Regions from separate parts of the Mus musculus genome. Here all the other regions are linked to region 1. A link is a contact called in public promoter capture Hi-C data. All regions are on one chromosome and are shown on one strand. Each heading gives the region's core, a stretch centred on a gene start, on an enhancer-like site or on the middle of the called end of the contact. The rest is flanking DNA. Distances are from core to core; before and after follow the strand shown. Region 1 holds the start of Rab28 (RAB28, member RAS oncogene family). Region 2 holds the start of 1600023N17Rik (RIKEN cDNA 1600023N17 gene). Region 3 holds the start of Zbtb49 (zinc finger and BTB domain containing 49). Region 4 holds the start of Lap3 (leucine aminopeptidase 3).

Region 1 (3,122 bases), core at 350-2,849:
CTCAGATTCCATTTCTTCCTTATAAGGATATATGTGAATGAATTGAAGTCTTACTAGATAGTCTTCTTGTTACTAGATCTGTAATCACATCTGGAAATTACATCTTTTACACAGGCTACTATTCGCTAAGGAGACCTTGATATCTTTACGTGATGTAGTCTACTACTACACCCTTCAGACTAAGTCCCATAGGTTTGTTCTCTTCTATGTCCTCAATGCTCAGAAGTGTTGTGAAGAAAGCAACGATCACTGATACTTGAAAGATTAAGCATTGTTGAGTCACCTTAAACATCTTTAGTGTGGGGAGATTTGGTTTGATCTGAGAAGTCATACATGGTAGAGCAATGGTATTAGGATGTAGTTAGTTGGAATTTGCAGTGAGAAACTATGAGAGATTATTCTAAGGACTAGATGTTACCCATCTATAGTTTAGGTGTTTCATGAATGAACACACTCCTTGAATGTGCAGGTATTAAAATAGTTTGTAATAATCCCGAAAAGCTATGTTAAAACCAGTGTTGTATTTGCAAAGATCCCTGATTTCATAAAATGCCTGGGATTCTTCTCACAACTTTTTGTTTACTCTTTGCAGGGGTCTACTACCTGGTCCTGTTATGAATGCTGTACCTGAGAATCCAATGACATTTTTGTATTTTGTGTTTTACTTCTATTTTCCTTTAGATTGTTTCTTGGAAATGTTCAAGTCTTATACACAAGATCTTTCCCCTTTTTACTTTACAAACAATGGCTTTAAATATTTAAACTCTCATTTAAATGCTCTTAGCTTGTCACAGATATTTAAAATACTGTTGTTACACACAACTGGTTTCATTTTATATAGCAGCATCATTCTCTGGAACTTCATACACAACAATTTTCCTCCAGCAAACTACACTTGTGAGATCCTGAAGGTAACACAGGCAAAGGAGGCCCTGATCCTACTATGGAAGGTTGTTTTAACGACACGGGAACCCCAGGGCTCCAGGGCCACTCTGAGGCTTGCAGAGGTAAAGACTATGATGGTTCACTCAGTTCTGTCTTACTAATGAAATTAGAGTCTGGGTCTTTAGAACGCGAAGAGTTAAAGAGGGTAAAAGGAGCCAGCACTAGAGCCCCAGGTCACTCTAAATGTCTCCCCCTCAGCTGTGGCCTTAGCAGTTTCCAGCAGCTCCACTAGCATACCAACCTCCTGGTGGGTGCTCACCTTCACCGACAGGAAGGATCCTGTGCACGCGCAGCCCGAAGCGTCCCCGGCTGCCCAGAAACAGACCCCGCCCCCGCGCCTCTTTCAGGCTCCAGGCTTCCATGGCAACAAAACCTCACCATGTCCCCGCCCCCTTGGACTAAATCAATCATGTGAGTTATGTTCTCAGACCTCATGAAAACAAGAAAGAAGGACAGGGCACCCGAGAGCTACTCTTCTCTAATGTGGTTTCACTTCACTGTAAAAAAAAAAAAACTTGCTTTTGTCTCCTAGCCAATGTTCCCCACGAGCAAACCGGGACGCCCGGTCTGCGTCTACGTACTCCCCCATTGCAGTGTGATGGTTGGAGCGGGGACGGGACGTCTTTTGAGTGACGCTAGGGGCGGGGCTTTCCGGGGGGCGGAGCCCTGCTGGGGGAGGGGAGGAGGGCAAGATGGCGGCCGGTGAGTGATTCTCCCTGGCTTCCTTCAGGGCGGAGGAGACGCCGGGGCGGGGGACCCGCTCGTGCAGCCCGCCGGCCTCCTCACCCCCGCCCCCGGAGGCCTCCTCTTTCCCGTCCTCCACCTCGGGGGCAGGCCAGCATCCTCGGACACCATGTCAGACTCTGAGGAGGAGAGCCAGGACCGGCAACTGAAAATCGTCGTGCTGGGGGACGGCACCTCGGGGAAGGTCAGTCCTCCAGCGGACCCGGCTCCCTGGGTTGCAGAAAGCGTGGTCCGGGTCGGGCGTGTCGGGCCCTCGGGGAGCGGAGCGCTGTCCAGCACTGCGTCCTCCCCAGCCTTGGCCTGGCTCGCCTCAGGCCGCGGCCTTGCTCGCGCCTGCGCCCTGTGCGCGTGCCCGCCGCCCGCCCGCCAGCCGGCCCGCGGGACCAGGCCAGCTCCTGGGGTGGGGGCCACCACCCGGACCCACACGAATGGCGACGATGCACTCTGGCCGAGGGCCCTCCCCACACGCTAGCTGCCTCTTGAGTGTCCTCTCTCACTTTAGTTCCATTCTTAGCACCCGTCCGTGCAAGGGTTCATTCAATAGGTATTTCTTGAGCTCCCGTGCTGGGCAGGAGGATGTCGGGGGACACAGGGACTTTAAAGCCTAGCCTTCTGCGACCGTTGGTTGCTGGGATGAATGGGCGCGTGCAGGAGAGGACCCGCAGGCAGTTAGTCCCCTGCCTCCTAGGTCCAAGTTCTCGACCCGAAGTTGTGAACTGACATGGGATAAACATTGCCTCGGTGCCTGGTACTTGCTCTAGGGAGAGGGTCCCTAGCGTCTCCGAGCGACTGCGGGTTAACCTTCCCACTAAAGCCATGCCGGCTTCTCCGGGCGCCCTCACACCTGTCGCAGCACTCCTGGGGAAGGTAGCTTAAGTTCCTCTTCCTCTGCCCCTGCCAGCGTCCCGTCTTCTCCCGCCTCTGGGACTGCGCTGGAGTTGGACCTGGTTTCTGTGGTGACAGCTTTTGCATCATTCCCGGAAGGAAGCTTTGCACACGCTTTCGTGCTTTGGTTCTGAAATTTGGGCTCCAAGGGCCGCTACACACGGTTTCATTCTAATTGCAAAAATTGGAGTCTTCTGTTATTCCATTCCTTGGGTTCCCAGGATACTTGCCCGTAGAGCACTGTCCCGAAGAAAACAGTCTAATGTGATGCTATTTTTTTTTTTTTTTGAGCAAAGAACAGAGCTTGGCTGCTTCTGTTTAGGAAGTGCACTTAAACGTTTCGAAGAAGCAAATTGTTGTACATCAGCATTATTTCTAAACTTTAATTCAACAAAAGCTAGAATATTTTTATAGGTTTCATTACTTAGATTTTCTTTTTAGCCACACATTGTGTTTTTGTTTCATATATTCATTTGCATTCAGTGAACAACTGAACTTGCTTTCCATTTAAAACCATGACACTTCAATACTATTATCTAAAAGACCTC
Region 2 (2,927 bases), core at 200-2,699, 4.0 Mb before region 1:
TCAGACTGGTGAAATGAAGTAACAAACTTGGCTGTGAAGTCCATGACCCTCTCCACGGCAGGTTCACGCTTATATACCACCATAGCATACTTAAGGTAATGAATAAACTCCTCCTGAAAAGCTGTTTTATCATCCATCTGAAAGAGAGAAGAAACGCCTCCAGAAGCTGCATTAATAAAAATTCTTTATTCCCAACACTGCCATAATACTGCTGAAAGTGTTACCCTTAGGTTAAACTCTAAGGTTTCTTAATAAACTATCAATTATCCAAATCAAGGAAGGGAAAATATATCCGCACAAACTTCTCTTCAGTATATAATTTGTACCTCTGAGAAAACACAAAGCATAAATCTGAACAGTGCAAAATTATCTCATTTTTCTCTCAACGCCTTTGGATTATCGGTATTTTTCTTACCGGATTAATGCAAAACAAGCTTCGCCATAAATGACTCAAAATCAACAGCTTTGTGTTTATTTTACTTAGGCCTTCCTAGCATCCGTCAATTTCCTTCTGTCATAACTTACACATTTTGCTCCCTACCCTTGATCACTTTTATATGTCCTTAACTTTCCGTGAACTCCAAAACAATGTATCTTCCTCACATTCGCTGTCCAGTAATTCCCCGCCGCTACACTCGACACACAATTGCCATGTACGGGAAAGACTGGGTGCTTATGGTTTCCCTAGCTGGTGAAATGAAGGTGGTTTTAAAGCTTAGGAGTTGGTTGAAACAACTTCATCGATTGCCTGAGATGAACCAGAGACCTCCAAGGAAATAAAGGCGTCTGAGATTCCCTGCGCAGATCAACAAGTCACTGAGGAACTGAGGATAACGGATAACTCCCCGCATCCCCTGGCGGGATGAGGATGGAGAAGACGGGTGACTGCGTGTGGCCGACGCCGGGCGTTCTGCTCACTGGCTGTGGCCGGGAGACCTCGGGCGAGCCTCGGATCCCATCCCTCCGTCGCGGGGCGCGCAAGGGCAGAAGGCGAAGCCCGGAAGCCGAAGCCAGGCCGCTTACCGCGCCGTACGTGCGGCTCAGCGCCACCACCAGCTTCGCCTGGTTCTGGTGCGGCTGCTGCGCCAGCTGAAACGCCTCCTTCACAGAAAGCCGCTTCTTCTGCGCTGCCATGGCGCCGGGACGGGAACTGCCCGAGAGAGACTGTGGTTCGCGATCCGAGGAGGACTCAGTTTCCCGCGGCTTCCGACACCCTAGCCCTGCAAGGCTCCGAGTGACGGGTTAGCGCCAGAGTTTTCAAACAACTATCGCGGGAGGATGAGATCTCGCGAGACTTCCGCCGGAGGGAGGGTCGGAGAGCGGAGACCTGAGGGTCCCGGAGCTGACTCCACCCTCCGCTCCGCCCCGCTGCTGGGACGCCTGGGGTGTGGCCTGCCGCTCTCCCAATAGGAAAAGGTGTTTGTATGGGAGGCATGGGCGGGGCCGGAAGTAGTGCTGTGGAGGAGCGCGCCTGAAGTGGGCGTTCAGCTTTCTGAATTAAACTGGTGGCCTTCGGTGCCTTGCGGGATCTTGTGGTTGGGAGTGAAGGGAGAAAGCGGAGGACTGCCGCAGCGACTGGCTGAGAACGGGTAAATCCCGAGCGAAGGAGTCGTTTGGGAGATGTCGTACGGAGCCCGCCCGGGGCTTGGGGATGTCAAACTTTCCGAGGGCGTCCTGGACGAGGGCCTCCGCAGTCCTTCGGACCCCGTGGGTCCGGGCGGGAACTGCCCGTCCGCGATGAGACAGTCTGGGGGACTGGGAAGAGAAAGGCAGGGTCAGTTTAGGCTGCAGCCGCTTGGAGATGCTCCAGCGTGACGGATGTGCTTGACAAATCTGCCTAACAACTCTGCTAAGCAGAGGAGAACGCAGACAGTATAAAAGGAATTTGGGGGTCTTGACTAAGATCGCGTGCTGGATATATAAAATTATTTCTAAATGCCTCACCTGGGACATAGGACATACCACTCCAAAACCGGGAAACTTACTTGGTGTGTTGCTTGATGACTTGGGAAACATAAATGCAGCCACCTATTCCGTCTGTACTGGAAATCTACATTGGTGACACGTATCAGGAAGAGGGCTGCCTCCAGACTATGTTGTTCTGTAGGTACTCTGGGAATCCCTAGAGGACCTGGGGAGATAATGATTCATGGGTAAAGTGCTTGCTGAACACACATGAGGATCTGAAGTCACATGTGATATTTCACATACAAACACCAGATGTTAACATTTGTATGTAGTCCTAGCACTTGAGGGTGCTGAGAGCCAGACAGTGGATCTTAGGCTCATTGATCTGCCAAAGTAGCAAGCTTCAGGGTGGCTGAGAGCCTTTCTCAAACAGTAAGGTCTAAAGTAATCAGTGAAAACACTCAATGTCTGTCTCTGACCTAAACATGCATGTACCACACATACAAGATAAATAAAACTTTAAATAAATGATAATAAGATGAGAACCAATATGTGTGTGTGTGTCATTTGTTTTTTATGTAAACAGACAAACTAAAACTTAGAACATATTAATATTTTGTGACAATCTGTGACCTTTCATTTTAGGTGCTTGCTGCCTTTATTGTTTTGTTGATTAAAAAAAAAATGTCTCATGAGTATTTTATCTAGTTATTTCAGTATCAGTGAAATATAAGGAATCTGACCACCAGAGGTCAGTATGACTATGTTTTGATTAGAGTTGTGGATTTTAGTAACGAATGTTGTATGGATTTGGTATGCTTTGGACATCGTAATCGTGGAACTTTTCCAATATGCTACATTAAATTCATACAGCATAATCTCATTGTAAAGCTTACATAGTTCTTGACTCTTACTTTTATTCTGTGAGAAAGAACAAATACATATAGGAATAAATTTGTGTCTTTGATAAGCTTAAGAAAATAACAAAAACTAAACAATGTACACCATAAGGTTCTTGG
Region 3 (2,952 bases), core at 205-2,704, 3.5 Mb after region 1:
AGATATCCCACAAGTTCTGTGATTCTAGAGAACCCCGACTAATATAGATCTCTTAGATTCTGGGTGCTGAGAACTGAACTCAGGTCCCCTGGAAGAACAGCAAATACTCTTAATCCCTGAGCCATGCCTCCAGCCCCCTACCTTGTCTCTCTCTCTCTCTCTCTCTCTCTCTCTCTCTCTCACTGGGAGTTTATTAAGCGAGCTGGATAGAGAGCCACAGGGTTCTGTCACCACATCTTGCTTTTTAACCTGGGTTCTGGGCATGGAAATTCATGTCCTCATGCTTGTGTGTCAAGCACTTTACAGACTGGACTATCACTTGTTTAACTCATGTACACACAGAGACAATATTTGCCCTAAAACCAGGCCATCTTAAAGGCCAGGCAGGCAACTGCTCCCTTTAAACTTCAATTTCTCCCCATCTCTGAAATAGGGAGTCGGCCCACTATAACTAGGCACAAGCTCCTTCCAGAATTCCTAGAAATCACAGGTACACTAAAAGATAAAAAAACAGCACATATCTCCACCCTCTTGGGACCCCAGGGGAAGACTATGAGTGGGCCACATGTTTCCACTGAAGCTCAAAGAATCCAAGCCATGCCCCTGCTTCGGTAGAGGCAGTTCAAGTCTCCTCACCACAGCTTCATATGAATAACTTGCAGGTGTTAGGCACTACGGTAGACACTAAACTCTTGACACAATTTGAGCAGGCTTCATATCCCTGGGCTTCGCTGGGCAGAAGCTAGGCTTTCGGGCACATAGACCCCTATCATCTCTCTTACCTCTATCTCCTAGGAGGTAGCTGCTGCAGGAAAAATCCTGACACATGCTGAGCAACCACTATACGCCAAGCCTTTTACCCCTGTAAACTTCACACACACCCTAAATTAGATTCTCTGGTATCCCTTTTGGACAGACGTGGAGCTGGGCACCACTAGGTTAAGTAGCTTGTATCTAGATCGATATTTGGGGGTTCGCGGGCACTTAGGTCTTTGGTCCTCTGAGCTCCAGGAGCCATAAGGTCCTTCCTCCGGACCTAGTTCTCGAGCCTCAGAGAAAAGCCCTCTCCCCATCAGCCAGCAGGTCTATAAGCCCTGTGCGCTGAGGACTAACCGTACCATCTGGCCGGCCCCGAGTGCCGGACTAAAAACCGGGATGCAATATCTCCAGGAACTCAAAAGGCTAGGTTTTGCCCGCGAGCGAGTCCTCAAGGAAGGCAGCCATGCCACCATCGCCCTTCCTCCATGTCCCGGGGCTCCAAGCAGTTCTCACCTGTCAGCCGACCCCGCCAACGGTCTCAACCGGCCGCCGGGAGCACGTGGAGCGGCAGCCACCCAGCGTAGCACCGCCACCGGCTCGCCCAGCCACCCCGCGCAGAACTCAATCCCGGCGGCGCGCGCCAACGCGCGTGCGCGCAGAGGCCACGCCCCTCCCAGACGGAAGTGACGGCGGCGGAAGTTGCCGATGAGCTGCCGAGGGGGCGTTGTCGGAATGGTTCCGAGGCGGTTGGAGTCCTGCAGTTGACACCGAGAGTGCGACGAGAAAGGGTGTCAGGGAGGCGGCCGGGCGAGAGCGGCCTCCGCGGGTAAGGCGGCCCGGGACACTCGACTCCCGTGGGTTGGCGCGGGTAGGGTGCGCGCGGCTTACTCGCAGCGCTGTGTGATGGGGCTCGGCGGAGCACAAAGCTAAGCTCCGGGCACCGGAGCCGGGCCTCCTCCTTCCTGCAGTCACCCTTGCTGCGGTCTGCGCCGCTCTTGGTGTCTGCGTCGCCCCGAGATAGGAGAGGCGCTTATTTCCCCGGGCCCCTAAGCCGCCCCCTGCCTCACTCACCGCGTGATCCTAGGTGCCATGGTGTTCCATCTGTAGGATGCTATTACTGCAGCGCCTACTCCTCGGGACCACGGCAGGTGCTGGGCGCGCCTCTGTGGGAAAGACAGCATCTGGTATACGTTAGTGGGCACTGTTGCTTAAATGACTGAATGAACGTCCAGCAGGCTATGAACAGTATTGTGAGAAACCTCAACCCAGGCGTGGGCGTTTGTTGGTGACAGAGACGTCTCCTGTTTGCTGTGGCTCCTAAAGCAAGGGACAACAGATGAGGTGGTTCAGATGAGAGAGCTTTAGTTTCTCACACTTCTAGAGGACGGCGGGCCATGAATGTGGTGTCATCGGGTTTGCTTGCTTTAGAGGACTGTCCTGGCTTACTGGTGGTCACTCTTGCTGTATCCCCACACAGTCTTCCCTCTGTGCCATCGCAGCTCAGGCATTTCTGCCACAGAACCCATCCGAAGAGGCTCTTTTTAATTTTTAAAATACAGTTGCCTTCTTAAGGGTGTAATTGCTACAGGTATTCAAATTCTGAGGTTCTGGAGAACGCAACGGAATGCATAAAGAGCCCATTAGGTGGTATGCCCTTGTAACACCAGCACTGGGGAGGTGGCGATAGGTGGATTCCTGAAATCAGTGAGCCTCACACCTCAGTAAGAGACCCTTTCTCAAAAAAAAACAAGGTGGACGACTCCTGAGGAACAATGCCTGAGGCTGGCTTCTGGCCTCCACACATATGCACCCTTGTCTACACAAAACATGCACATATATCTGCACATACATTCAGAAAAAGGCATAAAGATAGGCACAGTAGTTAACAACGCCTAAGGACCCCTGTAAAGCTTGATATAAACAGCTTCAGGGCAAACCTCCCACAAATCATCCACCAGTGTTAACTGCCTGACAGAATTACCCCACCAAACTCTGCCGTGGGAGCCTTTTGGTTAAAATTCTGGTGTGGGCTCCTCTTCCCTTCATTTACCTCATCCAAGCTTTTCCCCACCCCCCACTTCTCCTTGCCTTTCTCACCATGGTATTTGCATTGTTTGATGTCTTTCACAGTGATCTTTCTGCTATCATATTCTTGGTTTCAATTTTAGCTTACAGAACTAGAAGGAACCGTAC
Region 4 (3,269 bases), core at 285-2,784, 3.8 Mb before region 1:
GGTCGTTTAAAATACTTGTGTTTTGACTCTGTCCACTCAAGGGTTAGCTGCAGGACTTCCTACAGACATTCAGAAGTGAGTGAACACTCAGTTTTTGGAGTGCTTCAAATTTCAGATCAGGGATGTCCACATTGTTTAGTACCCTGTCAATCAGGGAAAGTGTGTGACTTTGCAGAGAGGGCAGAAGAAGCAGGGCCTTCTGCCAAGCACTTAATGGTGTGGCTCCACATTTCTGTCACACGCTCCCCGCCCCAAACACCTGAAATAAGGATGTAAAACCACTGCTCATCATTTGACTTCACAAGGCAATTTACGACTTTTAAAATACTGCCTCCCTTACGGCCACTTCAAGGAGTACTTTTCTCTCATTTGCCAGATAAGGAAACCTAGTCCCTGACACTGGAGCTCCTGCGTAGTTAAACTTTGACAGTGCACATGCCTTCTTTCTGGTCAGGGCCCTTTCCAAAAAACACCCCAGGTACTCCGGACCCATCTTTCCACTGAAGAAAACAGGCGTCCTTAGCAATGGTAAGTGCTAGGTTCTAACTTTCCCAAGATTGTTCATTCTGGGGTTCCATGAGACCAACCTGGGACAATCCAATGTTACCGGCCAGGGCTGGAAAGGTGTCTGCCTAACTCCTCTGCTATCTGTGATAACTGCAGGCGACCTGAGTTCAAAGCTCCATCTGGAACATTCCTCCCTCACCAGGTCCTGGAAGTATGACCTGGAAGTACTCCAATGAGCCCTTCCAGACTTTTCCCATCTGAGGGTCCTTCATAATTTCTCAGACTATGGAGAAGACCCTCTTCCAATTTCAAGATGACCTCTCTCAATAAAACCCTTTCCCCTAAAAGGACAGAAACCCAATCCAGCAGTTTCCTCCCCCAGGGCCTTCCACTTCACTTCAGCGGGGGGAGGGGTCCAGGCCCTGTGACTGGCTACTCTGGAAGCGTAGCAGGCTTTGGGACAATCCTACCGTCGTCCTTTCTAGGGTCTCTGTGAGAACTAAAAGAATTGGCGAACTAGGCGCGTGTAATTTTTCAGAGCTCAGTTAGAGGAGTCAGTAAACACTGGTTAGGTGGAGTGAGCGGTTCTGCTCAGCCTTCAGAACCCAGCACTGTCCAGTTAGGAAGAAAGGACGCGCCCTCGGCAAACAGCATCGGCCGCCCTCGTCGCAAGCCGGGCCCAGGCTGGTGTCCTGCAAACCCAGGGAACTTTTCTGTTCAGCTCATTTCTGCAACTTGATGCGTCCGTCCGACACATCGCGGCCTGGATACGCCGGGTCACCCTGCTGCCCGCCGCCAGGGCTCGCGCGGCCGCCCGAGAGCGAGCCGCCTCCACTCACCTTCGTCATGTCTGCGGTGGACAGACCCCGATCCCAGAGACCTCTCACTCCCAGGCGGCGGAGCGCGACTCGCGCGGCAGCCGGAAGGGGCAGCAAGTACATCTTCTCGGCTCGGCCCTCGGCGCCGCCCTCCAGAGAAGGAGCACGTGGCGCGTGGCAGGGCGCGCGCCTGGAGGCGGGACCTCCGGGGTCGCCGGACGCGCGCTTGGAAAGCCGGACCTGTGCGGGGCCTTGGGGGCGGGGCCGTCGGCAACTGGGCGGAGACCCGCTACTGAGCCTTAGGGAAGGGCGGCAGGCCCTTGGGGGCGGGGCTTCTGTTCTTGCGGGCCGGCGTCGTGGGCGTGGTTTCTGCGGGCTCAGGGGCGTGTCGGCTTGCTCGTGCTCGCGTGGGAAGCCTGAGAATTTGGTTTAAGGCAGTTTAACAGAAGTATGTCAATTTTATTTAACAAGTTTGTGTATACATGGAAGCCCTTACAGGAAAATGAGGATCCTGAAAGTGATCAGGTCCAAGTGCTTATATTGAATAGTAAATAGTTATGAAAAAGTAACTAAGCATAAAGGAAAACAAAAAGAATGTAATAATTAGCTAAATAAGGTTCATTTGGGCAGATTTCTAGCTTCCTTAACGCCTCACCTCGGGTAAAAGTATTTGGGGTAGCAGTAGTTTACATGGTGGTTTGACGTTCTGCTTTGGGGTTTGGGAGACCCAAAGATGGCTCTTCTTGCATTTAGTTCTATTCAAGTGCCTTTTAGGTGCAAAATATTGATGCTCAAGTGGCATACTTTAATGTAGCATATCTGCCATCCTTCATTATCCAATAAGGGCAAGAAGTACAGTGATTACAAAAACTGTTTTGAAGAGTGTCTTATGTAGACATCCGGATATGGGCCATGATTGTCCCCATTAGTAGCCCACCCTCACTACTGACAAGGCTCATATTTTAAAGCTTTGGTCAGCAGCTCTTGGTCAGCAGCTCGTGGTGCTGCAGGGAGGAGGTGGAACACGTAGAACATGGGACCTAGTAGAAAGAAGTTGGGAGGTTTCAAGGAAAATGCTGTGATCCCAGGACCCGGCTGCCTGTCTCTGATTCACCACAGATGAAGAGGCATCCCATCGTATGTGTTCAGCATAATTGCTATGCTGGCCCTAAACCCGTGCACTGAATGACCACGGGAACCTCTGGAGCTAGGAACTAAAGTCTTTCCTCTTTTTAATTTGACAGCTTCAGAAAGTTTTGTCCTGGTGATAAAAAGGTTACTAACGTAATAAGATCAAGTTCCTTCTGCCTTTTTTATTTTGTTTAAGGACATTTCTTCCACAAGAAATGCCTCCAGACCATCCCACTGTGGGTTTTATGTCTCCTACTCCCAAAGCAACCTGTCTCAAATTGCTAATCACCTGTATCCTGCTCGTGTGTGTGTGTGTGTGTGTGTGTGTGTGTGTGTGTATGTGTGTGTGTGTAGGACGTGGCTTTCACTTCTGTGTATTCATGCCAAAATCTAGCATCTAGTCCATATCTAGGGCCTATGCAAACAAGGTGCTCATAAATATTTGAATGAAAGTATGATCAAAGTCCAGTTGAGGTTGCAGCATTTAATTAAAGACCAGGCCAGCTGCCAGTGGGATTTCCTGATAATAAACTGCATGAGAAGTAGAAAGATAATTAAAGGGACATCGGGATCAGGAAGCGCATAGGCTTGGCATGGGGTGGAGACATCAGCCTGCTCCTAATAAAAAAGAAGATACAAAGACCAAGTCTCTGGTTTAAAGAGAATCTTAAAAGGCAAGAAGCCCATTTACTGTGGATGAGGGAGTCAGCAGGGAGCCAGGAATGATCTTCATAGAAGCTGCAGGGAAAGCTATGCTTTAATAGATGCACCAGTTAAACCCATTAAAGCCCAGGCACCAAAATGTGTGTGGGT

Evidence for each region. Promoter capture Hi-C pulls out the DNA fragments that hold promoters and counts their contacts.
Region 2: a promoter capture Hi-C map of pre-B cells shows a contact between it and region 1. The contact joins the promoter of 1600023N17Rik here to the promoter of Rab28 in region 1. A contact is called at or near these places in 1 of 39 promoter capture datasets (pre-B cells) and 2 of 484 Hi-C or Micro-C datasets (CD4 T cells and uterus).
Region 3: a promoter capture Hi-C map of pre-B cells shows a contact between it and region 1. The contact joins the promoter of Zbtb49 here to the promoter of Rab28 in region 1. A contact is called at or near these places in 1 of 39 promoter capture datasets (pre-B cells) and 1 of 484 Hi-C or Micro-C datasets (CD8 T cells).
Region 4: a promoter capture Hi-C map of pre-B cells shows a contact between it and region 1. The contact joins the promoter of Lap3 here to the promoter of Rab28 in region 1. A contact is called at or near these places in 1 of 39 promoter capture datasets (pre-B cells) and 1 of 484 Hi-C or Micro-C datasets (CD4 T cells).

Annotation. Positions count from the first base shown.
Region 1 is chr5:41,706,656-41,709,777 of GRCm38.p6, reverse strand. It overlaps Rab28 (RAB28, member RAS oncogene family), which reads left to right and starts at 1,599. Exons shown (of 7, transcript NM_027295.3): 1 at 1,599-1,873. The coding sequence starts at 1,799.
Region 2 is chr5:45,668,230-45,671,156 of GRCm38.p6, reverse strand. It overlaps 1600023N17Rik (RIKEN cDNA 1600023N17 gene), which reads left to right and starts at 1,449. Exons shown (of 1, transcript NR_073433.1): 1 at 1,449-2,456. Ncapg (non-SMC condensin I complex, subunit G) reads right to left here and starts at 1,232. Exons shown (of 21, transcript NM_019438.1): 1 at 1,024-1,232; 2 at 1-137. The coding sequence starts at 1,134.
Region 3 is chr5:38,218,956-38,221,907 of GRCm38.p6, reverse strand. It overlaps Zbtb49 (zinc finger and BTB domain containing 49), which reads left to right and starts at 1,454. Exons shown (of 8, transcript NM_029162.3): 1 at 1,454-1,585. Lyar (Ly1 antibody reactive clone) reads right to left here and starts at 1,426. Exons shown (of 9, transcript NM_025281.3): 1 at 1,273-1,426.
Region 4 is chr5:45,491,639-45,494,907 of GRCm38.p6, reverse strand. Lap3 (leucine aminopeptidase 3) reads right to left here and starts at 1,534. Exons shown (of 13, transcript NM_024434.6): 1 at 1,347-1,534. The coding sequence starts at 1,448.